Linked DNA regions of Bicyclus anynana: region 2 is linked to region 1. Evidence: chromatin contacts called from public Hi-C data. All regions are on one chromosome and are shown on one strand. Each heading gives the region's core, a stretch centred on a gene start, on an enhancer-like site or on the middle of the called end of the contact. The rest is flanking DNA. Distances are from core to core; before and after follow the strand shown. Region 1 overlaps LOC112046692 (amyloid-beta-like protein). Region 2 holds the start of LOC112046680 (V-type proton ATPase subunit D).

What was found. Hi-C and Micro-C count contacts between places; a contact is called where the count stands out from the background.
Region 2: a contact with region 1 is called in a Hi-C map of whole larva, with 9 times the contacts expected there. The contact joins the promoter of LOC112046680 here to the enhancer-like site in region 1. A contact is called at or near these places in 2 of 2 Hi-C or Micro-C datasets (whole body and whole larva).

Annotation. Positions count from the first base shown.
Region 1 is chr16:4,505,809-4,512,826 of ilBicAnyn1.1, forward strand. LOC112046692 (amyloid-beta-like protein) reads left to right here. Exons shown (of 17, transcript XM_024083417.2): 17 at 1-2,268. Among protein-coding and RNA genes, the nearest start is that of LOC112046673, 150 kb to the right of the region's middle. Within about 2 kb of position 4,468, at least 7 of the 8 cell types and tissues checked have open chromatin away from gene starts, as enhancers often do.
Region 2 is chr16:4,736,558-4,742,989 of ilBicAnyn1.1, forward strand. LOC112046680 (V-type proton ATPase subunit D) reads right to left here and starts at 4,513. Exons shown (of 6, transcript XM_024083400.2): 1 at 4,355-4,513; 2 at 4,140-4,257; 3 at 3,079-3,226; 4 at 2,409-2,624; 5 at 1,367-1,497; 6 at 1-749. The coding sequence starts at 4,395. The coding sequence ends at 663. It overlaps LOC112046678 (zinc finger protein OZF), which reads left to right and starts at 4,919. Exons shown (of 4, transcript XM_024083399.2): 1 at 4,919-5,211; 2 at 5,810-6,234. The coding sequence starts at 5,041.

The sequences.
Region 1 (7,018 bases), core at 3,218-5,717:
CTCTTGCACGTAAACCCTGAGGTTCTCATGAGTACACTAGAACAAAAAATCGCAAATAGAATCATATTCACTAATATTGAATGTAATTTAAAATACAGCGCCATCTATGAATAAGTACCAAGTATTTTGTACAACAGCACCATCTGTAACTCCATCTATCGATTAGAAGCTAGATTTGATTACAACGTTTAAATTAAACTCAACAGAACCGACATAGGGTTTAGAATAACTTTTCCTATCTAATTCCTGAATGATTTGTGATGTGTGCTAGATATCCCGTAGTTTGGGCCATTTTGTGGCTTGTCCTTATATCTATGTCCTTGAATAATTAATTCTTTATGGAATGAATGTGTGTGATATGTTTAAACGGCAAAGCGAGCCTGGTGGCGCGTAAACATTCACTTTAATACTAAAAGCTTTGTGTGATTAGTCAACATAATTTCTTGCGAATTTTCGCAATCAGTCAAAATATATACTTGATATTAGAATTTATATTGTTTTTGTATATGTTATTTTTTATGTTTGCACCAAATTATTTATTTGAATTTTAAGAATAGCTCTAAGTTTCGTCTAGTGTCATATAATTCGTAAGTGTCACCTTGTAGTCGAGTTCTTTAAATTAAGTTTTCGAGACCGCATTCCGAGTGGCAACGGACAGTCCTCAAATATCAGGCGCATTTTTTCCGTAAGAACAAAATTTTATTACTGACACTGAACTTACTTTAGCAATTTAACTCTTCTATTTAATGCATAAATTAGTTGTACTCAAATCTCAGAATTTATATATCTAAATAGTTATGTAGTTAATTTCTTTTTCGGGAACATTGGAAAAATGTGGTACTAAATATAAGATCAGTCAATTTAGTTTAGAGATTTGTGTACGGAATTAGCATAATTTTAGATTATTGCTAAGATTTTCTTATTTGTACTGTTTGTTGCTACTCGGAACAACGGAACAAACGTCCATGGTACGCTGTGTATATAGACTCCGCGTACAAATTTTGAACCTAAATTACATACTCTTAAAGCCCGCTTTCATTTTCTAACGTAGGTAGATCATAACGTGAATTTTATGTAATAAAATGCGAAAATATATTTTAATAATTATGTGTACTTAGCAAAGGGACGGGCGGCAAAGCCGGCGCGGGTGAACGGTCTTGCCTTCGTAGAATATCTTCTAGTCACTGAAAAACCTTCCTTAGTCTGGGACGATTTACCTCGGACGTGTTCTGTCTCCTTTCCTCTTTATATTTCTTCGTTTACCCGCGGGACAATACTCATAGTTCCCAATAAGAGAGGACTGTGTACTCAACGTGTGCAAGCGAGACGGATCCACCCTTTTACGTTGTGAAGCCTCCAGAGCTTCGTATAATCTAGTCAAACATGGGTGCATCAGAGATTTAACATGGCGGATGTATGCGCACATTGGGTACTCGGTTATGCCGAAGCAGTAAGCTTAGTGAGTGTATGTACGATTATTATATAAGTAGATGTACAAAAGTAATACATTATATAGATGTTTTAGCGTCAGATACATAGATATAAAGCAAAATATAATTATATATCGCATTCGTCCGTTTAATGTAAGGGCTTGTGCTCGTGTCTATTCCCAGGTACCACCTTAATGTTACGCCGTAGTTAAGATGTAATTCTGCCTCAGTATTATATACATTTAAGCTTATTTGTTACATAAGCTAATTTATATACACTTAATTCTATTTGTTTACAAGCGTTGTGACGTTGCTACGTTAAGAAATTCATATCAGACGCGTCACGGCGCTTTGAGTCCTTTCACTACGATGCCTGCAGTAGTTCGGGAACAGAATAACAGATGGCGTTGCTCGAGTCGTAACTGGAGATACGGTGGCGCCCGCTCGTGGCTTGTAAGTTGTACGGCATCTAAGTAAGTTTACTCACTGTATAACGTAAGTTTAATCCTGCAATCAAGTAACCGCTGTATTTTTACTAATAACTAAGTAACGAGCCGACCACTTATTTTTTTAACAAAACTTTTGCTCAAAATCTGCTGTCTCTCGTCGGTATTGATGATAATTCCAATCGATGTTTATAAAATAAATGAAATAATAATTATTCGATGTCAACATTATTCGATGTTAGTAGTTTTTACCCTGGTTTGTGTAACGTCAGATCACTGTTTCACGTATTTTGAAGATATTATAATAAATGGTTTGAAATTTTTTGTGTTTCCTGTGCTACATTTTATTGTGAGTTCGAAGTTCAAATTGAATCAATAAATAGGAATTAAAATATTGGTGTTTTACTGGCGTATCGCCTATCCTATCGTATCCTACGAGTATTCACCACCACAGCCCCCGCAGGGCTGATCCCCTCGGTCTCGCCAACTAGATGGCCACGACCACTGCCATTAGGCGCAATGACCAGTGGCGTTAACATGCGACCAAGTGTAGAGAAATAGACAAAACATTGTTCAATGGCGATGGTCCCACTCCCATCTCAATCATCTCATTTGTCCCAACGCAATTAGAGAGATAACGGTATTTCCGGTTGCACCGCTATTGGTTGAAATTTGTCTATTTCGTTGGTCACGTTTAGCGCCGCAGGTTAACTGAAGATTAAGGAAACGTTGCATTTGACCACACAGACCGGCACGGTCATTGCAACCGATAGGATGGCAAATATGGCCTGGCCACACATTATTAGGGTAGACATAAGGTAGACATCTACAATCATATCAAACTTAATTATTACAATACTTTGATTATATAGACGTATATATAACCAAAGTTACAATATAAATTTTGTGTAGTACATGTAATAAGGGTCCGAAATATATCGATATCAATTAATATTGAAGTATTTTTTTATAAAACTTAATTTAAAAATCACGTATTTCTTCAAAGTTTCCAAACGTCAAAAACACTGTCGTCCAGTTTGTGATGTCATACACACTTGATGTACTAAACGTCAAACTAATTATTTACTAATAGTTTTCTCTTCTTTTTAGTCACTTTTTCTTTTTGACTCTGTTTGTAAGGGATTTATTATAGTGACGTCATGAAACATTTTAAATATAGACTGTCATGGCCGACAGGCGTTTTGGCTCGTATTGTCAAAACATATTTAAAAAGTATATTTTCATCTAACCACGTCTCGAAAAAAATATGTTTTTTTTTTCAATCTAATAGCATGTTAATGAACTACTTAAGACCATTTGAATAAAAAGTGTCAACTAGCCTATTGGTCGCTTCACGACCGGTCGTGGTCGTAGAAAGCCCACGACTGGTGCAATAGGCTAGTTGACACTTTTTTTTTTAATTTTTCTTCGTGCTATTAGATCGTTTAAAATGTATTATGTATTTGATGACTTAAATATACTCAAATTATTATTATAGTATATTTACTTTTTATTAAACGCCAGAAAACGCTGTCTGCCGTGATGGTCTGGTTAACTGTGCCATTTCGTCAGCAGGTTTTGTTTACTACTTTTCGCCTTTCAGTTTCTTATGATTTTTAATATTTGTAACAAAAGTATAGTAATTAAGATCGTTTTGCAAAAATAAATATTATTATAAAAACAAAAAACCCGACTGCCTAAGCGAAATGAACTGAAAAGAGGAAAACAAGTATCACAATATCGATAAAAAGTTCTGACTAAATTCATTATGTTGCCGCATGCGGTGACAAACATTGGCATTTCGTTCTTTGCCCGTAAGAAGTCTTATTTGTCCCTAATATATTCAACTTGAGTTTCTAATTTCATTTATTATTTTGTATTAAAATTGGTGTACCTATTTCGGAGCCGTGTTTAAATACCTACCTAATAGGTACCTACTTTACAAAATCAATATTATAAGAGTCATCATCATCATCATATCAGCCGATGGACGTCCACTGCAGGACATAGGCCTTTTGTAGGGACTTCCAAACATCACAATACTGAGCCGTCTGCATCCAGCGAATCCCTGCGACTCGCTTGATGTCGTCAGTCCACCTGGTGGGGGGTCGGCCAACACTGCGCTTACTAGTGCGGGGTCGCCATTCCAGCACTTTGGGACTCCAACGTCCATCGGCTCTTCGAACTATGTGCCCCGCCCATTGCCACTTCAGCTTCACAACTCGTTGAGCTATGTCGGTGACTTTGGTTTTTCTGCGGATCTCCTCATTTCTGATTCGATCAAGCAGAGACACTCCTAACATAGCTCGTTCCATCGCCCGCTGTGTGACTCTGAGCCTTCTTATGAGGCCCATAGTTAGCGACCAAGTTGGATTCGACGGTTCACCTCTTTCTCGAAATTGGACCTACCTAACTGGTAACTAAATTATAAGAGTAAACTACTCTAATATGTCAGCTTTACTGATCTCTTTTACCCGCCTTGAAATAGATAGAAAAAGACGCCAAGATGGTGGGCACTTGAATAATTCCGATTTTGGCCGCGCGCAAACTTATTGTGCGTGCACTATAGTCGCAAATCGCCGCAGCCCAACGGTAGCTTTTACGACAACGGTCAACGACTAAAGTGTTTTTCAGACAGCATGGGTACCGTGACAGTCGCCTATATAACGTTACGTACTAGATTTAGATTTATTAGATATATTTCAACTTAGATTTGTTAACCCAAGTTATAACATCAGCTTGTGACATCCAGTCCAGCCTATTCAGAGATTAGTCGAATCTGGCTGAACCAATTTTCACGGAACTTTCAGCGCCAGGTAACTGATGTTACAAGAAATAACATGGGTTTTATTTTATCTATGTACTGTAATCACATGTGAATGAGTGCTACCACGCGGGTTAAACTCAAGATTGCAATGAAAGTACACTTGTACAGATAGAAACAAAAATTCAACCACATATTTTCCACCCATATAAGAAGTGTTAAAATTACTATTTACTAACATCATTTGAAATTATCGCCATCTGTCGGCGAATAAACAAACTGCGATGATAAAAATGGTTCACATCTAAGTTCGACTGAAGGTCTCAAATATTAACACTATCTTCAACTAGATGGCGTTAGTAGATACGTATTTCACTATTTTCCTTTTGTTTGGGAGTTATGTCGAATGATAACAAGTATTGAGGAATGCGTGTCTTATTTTGTCAATGGAATCGCTTGCTCGCATCCCATTTAAGTTTATAGCATCCCAGATAAAAGAATAAAACTCTAAAGTAAACTGTAACGACACTCAAAACTCTGAACTTAGAATTGACTTTCTAATTTTGAAATATTAGGAACATTTTACATCAATGTTGTTAGTAAAAAGAAGTGTTTTTAGTAAAAAAACTTGTTCTTGAAGAATAAATAAACAAACCTCGGGTATTTTGAAGTCGTAATTAACTACTAATTGAGAGAAGGTAGGTATTTATCTGTTAACCTTTAACCTTTAAAATAAAATCTGTTGACAAGGTTTGTTTATAAGGATCGTCCTAAGAATTGCGTATGGAAGTAGAAAGGTCACCTAAGAATAGATATTAATTGGTGAGGATGGAAAATGCTTTGAAGTAATAGGTAAAAGCTTTCACAAAATAAGGTAAGGCAGGGTGTAAGTACCATAGCTGCTTGTACCTACTCTGGAATATATTGTAGGTACCTACTAGCGGACGCCTGCGACTTCGTCCGCGTGGAATTCAGTTTTTCACCAATCCCGCGGCATCTATGGATTTTTTCGGGATGAAAAGTAGCCTATGTGTTAATCCAGAATAAAATCTATTTCAATTACAAATTTCAGCCAAATCGCTTCAGTAGTAGCGGCGTTAAAGAGTAACAAACGTCCAAACAAACATCCATATAAACATTCGCGTTTAGAATATTAGTAGGATTCTTTGACATGGGTATGTATTCTTTGAGATACGTAGGTACCTACCTACATACCTATGTATCACTATCATAGGTACCAATTTTGAAATTCATAAGATTCTGAAGTCAAATTATTATAAGACTATATGGAATGGAAAGGTCCTGGGTTTGATTTCTGGAGCCGGAATTTCTCAAAAAGCACGTTGGGATGTCCGTTTCACTTTTTTGTACCATTAAAGATCATATTTTCTGATTGTCATCATCATAGCCATTACCTACTTCGAAGAGCGATGAGTGTTAGGGTCCGAAGGTGCTGGAATGGCGACCCCGCACTGGTAAGCGCAGTGTTGGTCGACCCCCACCGACTGGATGACGACTGACGACATTAAGCGAGTCGCAGAGGTTCGCTGGATGCAGGCGGCTCAGGATTTAAATGTTTGGAAGTTCCTATGTCCTGCAGTGGACGTCCATCGGCTGATATGATGATGATGAGGATGATGAAGATTAGCTTATTTTCCTACTATAAGTAAGTAATCTGCTTAATTTAATCATAACATAACATCGTCACTCATCTAGTAAAACCAATCTCTTCTTAATATTCACTTAAAAACGTACGATTAGTTACGCATACAGCACTTATCCTCAATATTGTCACTTGTTATCAGAAAGACAAGGTGATAAGCCGATATTATGTAAAACGATTTTATTATATCGACTATCACAAAATTTTCTGACATATGCGATAACCCATAAAAATCGCAGTAAACTGTTTGATACTTTTTGGTATAAGGAGATGTGAAGGTTAGATCTACCCCACTTTATTACTGAAAGTTTGTCCATGCTCCTACCGCAGATTCTTAAATCTATACTTATAATAAATCTGTATAAAGGTCAATTTTGTACATGAAATATATTTCCAAAATAACTATCAGGGGGTGATTAGTGATCGATACTGATGCTAAAAATGCAATCAGTAAAATTTTTGTCTGTCTGTATGTTCGATATAGAAACAAAAACTACTCGACGGATTTTAACAAAACTTGGTGCAATTATTCTTCATACTCCTGGGCAGGTTGTAGTATACTTTTCATCACGCTACGATCAATAGGAGCAGAGCAGTGAAGGGAAATGTTGGAAAAACGGGAGAAGTTACTCCATATTTACAGCGATACTACTGAAAGGGGTGGATTAAAAAGGTCTAAGGGTAATGATAACCTTTTAAATCTTTGGGATAGGAC
Region 2 (6,432 bases), core at 3,263-5,762, 230 kb after region 1:
AAGCGAATTAATTATATTTCACTTAAAAGAAAACAGCTGGAATGCTTACAATATAGGACATTAGACATCTACTGTAAATAAAACCTATAATATAATTGATTTTAAACCAAAACGCAAAAAATAAGTTATAATTTCAAGCGAATAACATTGAACTTGTAATTATGTACACAGCTATGAACACTGTAATATCATTTTTATTACGCAGTCAAAAAGCAAGCCCATTAAAAATATCCACACATAATTATTGCACAACTATGTTGTTTAAATATAAAAAAAACATACGACAGATATGACAATCTTATAACGATATATCATATAGCAAGTTCCAAAAAAAAATATACATATTCCGAAAAATACAGAAATATCATTTACATAATAATGTTAAAATAAATCTAAAATGAAAAATTAATTTTATATCAACATACATACCAATCCAATATTTGTGCTTAATCGCAGTAAATAATAAATAAAGAATATGAAATCATATAATTTACGCACATTGTCGCATTTCTATTATTTGCAATTGCATAAACATACAAAGACAATGTTGGACCAAACATTGGCTTCATCTTGAATTTGAGTTTTTTAAAGTGGATCAAACATTGGCTCCAATTTGACTGCTCACTACTAACAGGTTATACGGAAGTTTCAATGGCGCGTGCTTAGAAGAGCAAGTCTTCGTCACCCTCGTCGAGTAAGTTGGCGATATCGCGCACGTCTTTGCCGGCTTGGAGCATAAGAGCTTTTCTCTGCAAAGAAAATTGGTCTAATGAACCACTAGTGGGATAGAAGCCTTATTTAGTTTTTGTGAAATAAACAATAACCCCCGTATTTGGGAAGTTATAAATACACTGACCTAAAATGTACTCTCACCATTGACCTCTTATAATATAAAAGGCCACACAATCATGTACAAAATTTCACTTAAAAACTGGCCAATTTTGCTTTGACAGTTTTATAATTATTGGTAAAGAAAATTATACCTAATGGCCTTTAAATACAGTCCATCCAATATTTAGTAAAATCCCAAATTCCTAGCAAATTTAACCTTAATTTGATTGAGTTTAAGGTTGAATTTGCAAATGCAACTACTTGAATTGAGTGCCAAGAAGTTGTGTTTGGTACTCATTGAGTGGTGACGTTTTTTGGTCGCTGATTGTGCATCCACTTTTTGTAATAGAAGATTGATGACTCTCACTTTAAAAATTACATCACACATGATGAAATTTTAATAAATTTTTGATTTTTGATGCAGAAAGGATTGATTTAATTTTCCCAATGTGTCATAATTATCAATATATTATTTAATGTAGTTGGATTCCCAATTGTTGGCAGTTTTGCAAAGAAATGAAAAAAAAACACTCACCGCTTCAGCCTTCTCCTTGATGATCTTCTTCTTGTCCTGGATCTTCTTCAGCCGGTAGAACTCCTCGCGCTCCAGCTCATCCAGCTCGGAGATGATGTACGCCAGCGTGCGCTCCAGGCGAGGGATGATCACTGTTTACAGGAAAAAATTTAATAAAACCGGCCAAGCGTGAGTCGGACTCACGCACGAACGGCTCTGTCTACAAAAAAGTTATGTCTGTTGCGCTGAGCCCTTATATTTTAATTTATTTTACTTTTTATTATTTGTTGATATAGCTTTGTAATAACAGGTAACTTTGCCTGGTAACAGATGGACAGACAGACAGCAGTCTTAGTAATTATGTCCTGTTTTACCCTTTGCGTATGTGACCCTAAATATCATTTGGTTGGAGCAACAGCGTGAACTCTAAAGATGCAAAAATGCACTGCCCACTCTGAGTATTCATTAGAAGCCTGTTTAAGAGAAGGAATTTTCCATTTGTACAATTTGTAGATAATGCTTACCCTAGTCATTAAACGTTGTGCACATCACAGGTTTGGGAAATAAGTTGGTAGCATTTTTATATATTTTCATTTTTAAAAATATATATCTAGTGTTAGACAAATTGAAGATATTTGATAGAGCTCTTCATGCTCCACAAAACCACGCTCATCCCATTTCTGAGCTCTGAACACGCTAATCTCTGGATCTGCTAACCCAATTTGAATAATTCTTTCAGTGTTAGATAGCCCATTAATCGAGGATGGGTATAGGCTATATATTATCCCTGTATTCCTTCAGGAACGGGAACCACGCGGATGAAATCGAGCGGCGTCAGCTAGTTTTTAATAAATAACACAAATTCATCAAATCTGGAACCAGCTATGTATGTAAAGTGGTTGTCTCCTTTATTAATCTGTTGTGCTAATATACAACCAGTGAAGAGAAATATAAACAAAATTTCAACAACGCAACGCAATGAAAGAGCCATCATTGGTTGAATTTTGTCCATATCTCTTAAAAAAAATATCTTTATGTGATTGTTAGCGACATTGAAACTTACCATGCTCAATGGCGTTGACACGACGGTTGGTGATCTTGATGACCTCGTCCAGGGTCACAAATGAGGTCTGCAGCGACGCCAACTCCACCAGCAGCTTCACTGCACTCTGGAAGTTCTTCTTCAGCTTGGACAGCTGTTGTCCTCCTCTGGCTAGACCGGCTAGCTCATATGTGTCTGACCCATCTTGGTATGACTCAAATATTGGTAGTGTTACACCTGTAAGTGACAGAGTTGAAGTCAAATTTCTTTATCTTTATTGAGACAAATGGGAGATGAATAGCTTAGTATTCTTTTCTGACAAGCTTACTCTTATATAAAATAGGATATTCTGGGCATAGGTTCACACTATCGAGGAGTTTGAATTGTCAGTTATCGTAAAAATTGCATTGTTTGTTTCTTGGCAAAAAATTGCATTGTTTGGGCGGGCAAAACAAGGTTAAGGTGAGTGTTCCTTGAAAGGGATCCCTTAAAACTCAGAATTTTTACTTCAAGCCTCGGACACTGGTGATATTTGGTTCCCCGATCCACAATGGTATAGCCTGATTTCTATCAGATTGCATCAGTGTGAGTGAAATTAAGGGAGTCATCCGAGAGGGAGAAAAAATCCAGGATATTCCAAAGCTTAATTTACACTTCTTTAAACAAATACTACAATGATTTAATAACATACCAGCAACATTGTCTTTCTTGGAGCGAATTTTAATCTGTGCCTTGGTTACATTCTGAAGAACCACTTGGTTGAAATCACCGGTTGTGAACTTGGCCTCGGCTAATGAGAACGCAGCCTCTTTCATCACCTCGCCCATAAGAGTTTTTGTCTAGAAAAAATAAAAACATTGCGCATAATTTCTTTTTTATCTTTATACCATTTTCTTCTTATTGAATAAGTGAAAACTTCCTTCTTCTTATTAAGTGAAAACGAACATAAAAAAATTCTTTCTAGATTACTAGATGTCTCTCTCTCTAGTTGTTCCTTCATGGCTGAGGACTGTGAGCCCTTTTGTGAGTAATAAATTAAAGTTATTTCTATTTCTTAATATATCCCACCAAAATTAACAAGAAGATTTACATTCAACAGTTTTTAGGGGATGTCTGGTACCATAAATTAGGTACCTCCCTGCCAAATTTCAACTCTATGTCAAGCAGTTTCATGCTGACCTTTTGCTTTTATAAAGATACTAATATTATAAAGAGGAATTAATTGATTGTGTTTGAATAGGCTCTTCTTCCTACTGGGCCGTTTCTGCACTTGGCTATGTGATTGGCTGTTGTATGTGGGTCCTTCAGTGTAGGTCCCCGCTGGAATTACGCCATCCAGAAGCTTAGCAGGCCGTCTGAATGGGCTGTAACTACTGGACCAATTAAAAAAATTCTTTCACCACTAGAATTCTACAATATCCCAGATGAACATACAATATATTTTATTTCCATATTTTCACAGGCAGGGGATCTATGCTGGTGTAACCATAGGGTGACTGCTTTTAATATATATTTAAATAAGTACATTAAAAATGTTGTTTATTTTCGTTACGAACCAGCTAACTGGAAACTCATCACAATCTACAGTGACAAATAAAAGTTGTAAGCTTTTAAATAGGACTACGGATCAAATCTAGAAACTGTATCTGTGGTCGTTGACTCGTACTATAATAATTCAGTAATTGCAAATAACTGGAACATCGATAAATTACTCATACTACGCACAAATCGTCAGTAGGAACAAAACTTTACCTCGATAATTTTGCTCAAAATCATACGGAATCTGACTTGTAAGGCATCTGCCTTCTTTTTCAGTAATCCATGTCCTTTAACTGCTCCAGCCAGACGGCCTTTTATTAACATTTGAGCACTAAAAACGAAAATTAAAAATGTTATTTTAAACCATCACTACTCAAGCTTAATTTACACATTGCAAGTGTATATCGATTGCTAAAGATATTACTTACCCCCGAGAAGGGAAGATCGCTAATTTATCTTTCCCAGACATATTAATTTAGGAAAATACTAGCGTTTTATCCCAAATCCAGGATTTTTACTCCCTTCTCTATCAGCTGATGACAGAAGACAAATTATTGATAAAAGTGTGTCTATGGTTGGTCTTGTGATCTTGTAGAGATTTTAATATGGTACGAGAATCCGAAATGACAAAATGTGTGGGATGAGGGTGATAATTATTTTCTATTTTTATAACTACGTACATAATTTAATTGGTGTAATAAGGTGCAATGGTTTTGCTAAGAAATATAATAATCCAACAATGTGAAATCGGATGTCTATATTCTATTTTTTAAGCCGTGGGACTTCTTTCGTGGCGCGGAGTTAGGAGGTCATTGGTGGTTGGTTGCTCGTTGGTTAGTCTATGTCTGTCATGTCCATAGAGTAAGTAAAGTCTGTGCTGTGTAAAAAATAAAAATTCATTTGTATTCAACTTTGAACTCATTTTGAACTTGACTACTTGAAGTTTATACTTACCAAGAAATGTCTGTGGTTACTTGTTTTGACTTTTGTTGTCAAATTTATTGTGGTTTTGATTTGTTATAGTAAAGTCATAAATCAAAATTCAGAATTAAAATAACATGAAAAATATTATCTTGAAGAACTAAAACAATTTCGATAATACAAATGAGACGTGATGTCTAAAACACGTAAACTTTTATTCAACAACTACAATTTACACGATGAAAACAATAGATTAAGTTTGTGTAGAATATGCCTTGGAAATGGGGCAAAAATTCCAATTTTCGAAATAGATGATGAAGATAACAATATTTTAGAAAAACTTTCATTATGTTTAAAGGAAAAGGTTTGTATATTTTTTCTAGTAAGTAATTAAAACAGAAAATGGCAAGTGGAAAACCATTGCTTAAAACAGAGCAAGACTTCGAGCGACATGCTAGGAACACGTACAATGCGGAGCACTTTGCCTTTTCAACTTTAAGTAAAGTGTCAGTTGACTGCACACAGCAATACTGTTTGGCTGCAGAAATAAGCATAACGGTTGTTCTTTCCTAGATATGTTCTTCCACAAAGTTCTTCTACCACTAAAATATTAAAGTAAACCATCTACAGTTTTTTTCATATATAATGGTGCAGGTGACGGTTCATTTCACTCTTGAAAGTTTGCCGCGATTCCCGATAATAGTACTTATTATGAACGTCGTTAGCATTCCATGGATTTGCCATGCAGATGTCCATGGGGTCCATCATGTGGCAGAGAGAAAAACTCCTAGCATATTACCGGACTTGTGATTGATGAGTGTAGGTTTAAAGACATTCTTGACAGTTAACTAACACTCCCTTTATCCGGTAGCTCTCCCTGCCTAGTCAAAATTAAAAACCGTGTGGGTGAAACCCAACTGTTTTGCTAGTAAATAATAATCACCCTATATTTACTTTTACAGATAGAAGATGTTGAGGGATACCCTCGTTTAATATGTAAAATATGTAAAGACATCTTAGATAGTGCATACAACTTTATTAACAAATACAAAGACACATGTAAAATATTGCAAAGTGGTATAGATATAGTTAAACAAGAAACAGAAGTGCCAATAGAAAATGGACTGTCCGAACAAGAGATTGAAATTGATCATATTAAACATGAAATCCATCCAATTGTGGATTCTGTGAGCGATGATGATGGATTTAGTGATGATGACAAGGAGTTTCTTGCACCTTTGAAGCTGAAAATGCAGTTGAAAGTAGAAAATGAACCAAAAGCTGTAAAGAAAAAAAGGATTACTCGATCTACTAACACAAAAGAGCAGACTAATAAAGTAGCCTCCTCGATACTAGAGGGCCAGTTCACATGGAATGGGGACCAATGGTGGTAATATTGTTTAAATTTCTAGTTTTATGATAACAATTTTTTACTAATGATTTTAAACTTATTAGGTTGTTCATTACGAATATTATATGGGTACATACCACGATGAATCGTGACCACGATCCATGCAACTGGGTCGAAATATTGACGTTAAAAATCTCATAGTTTTATTGTGGTATGTACCTGTTTAAATAATAT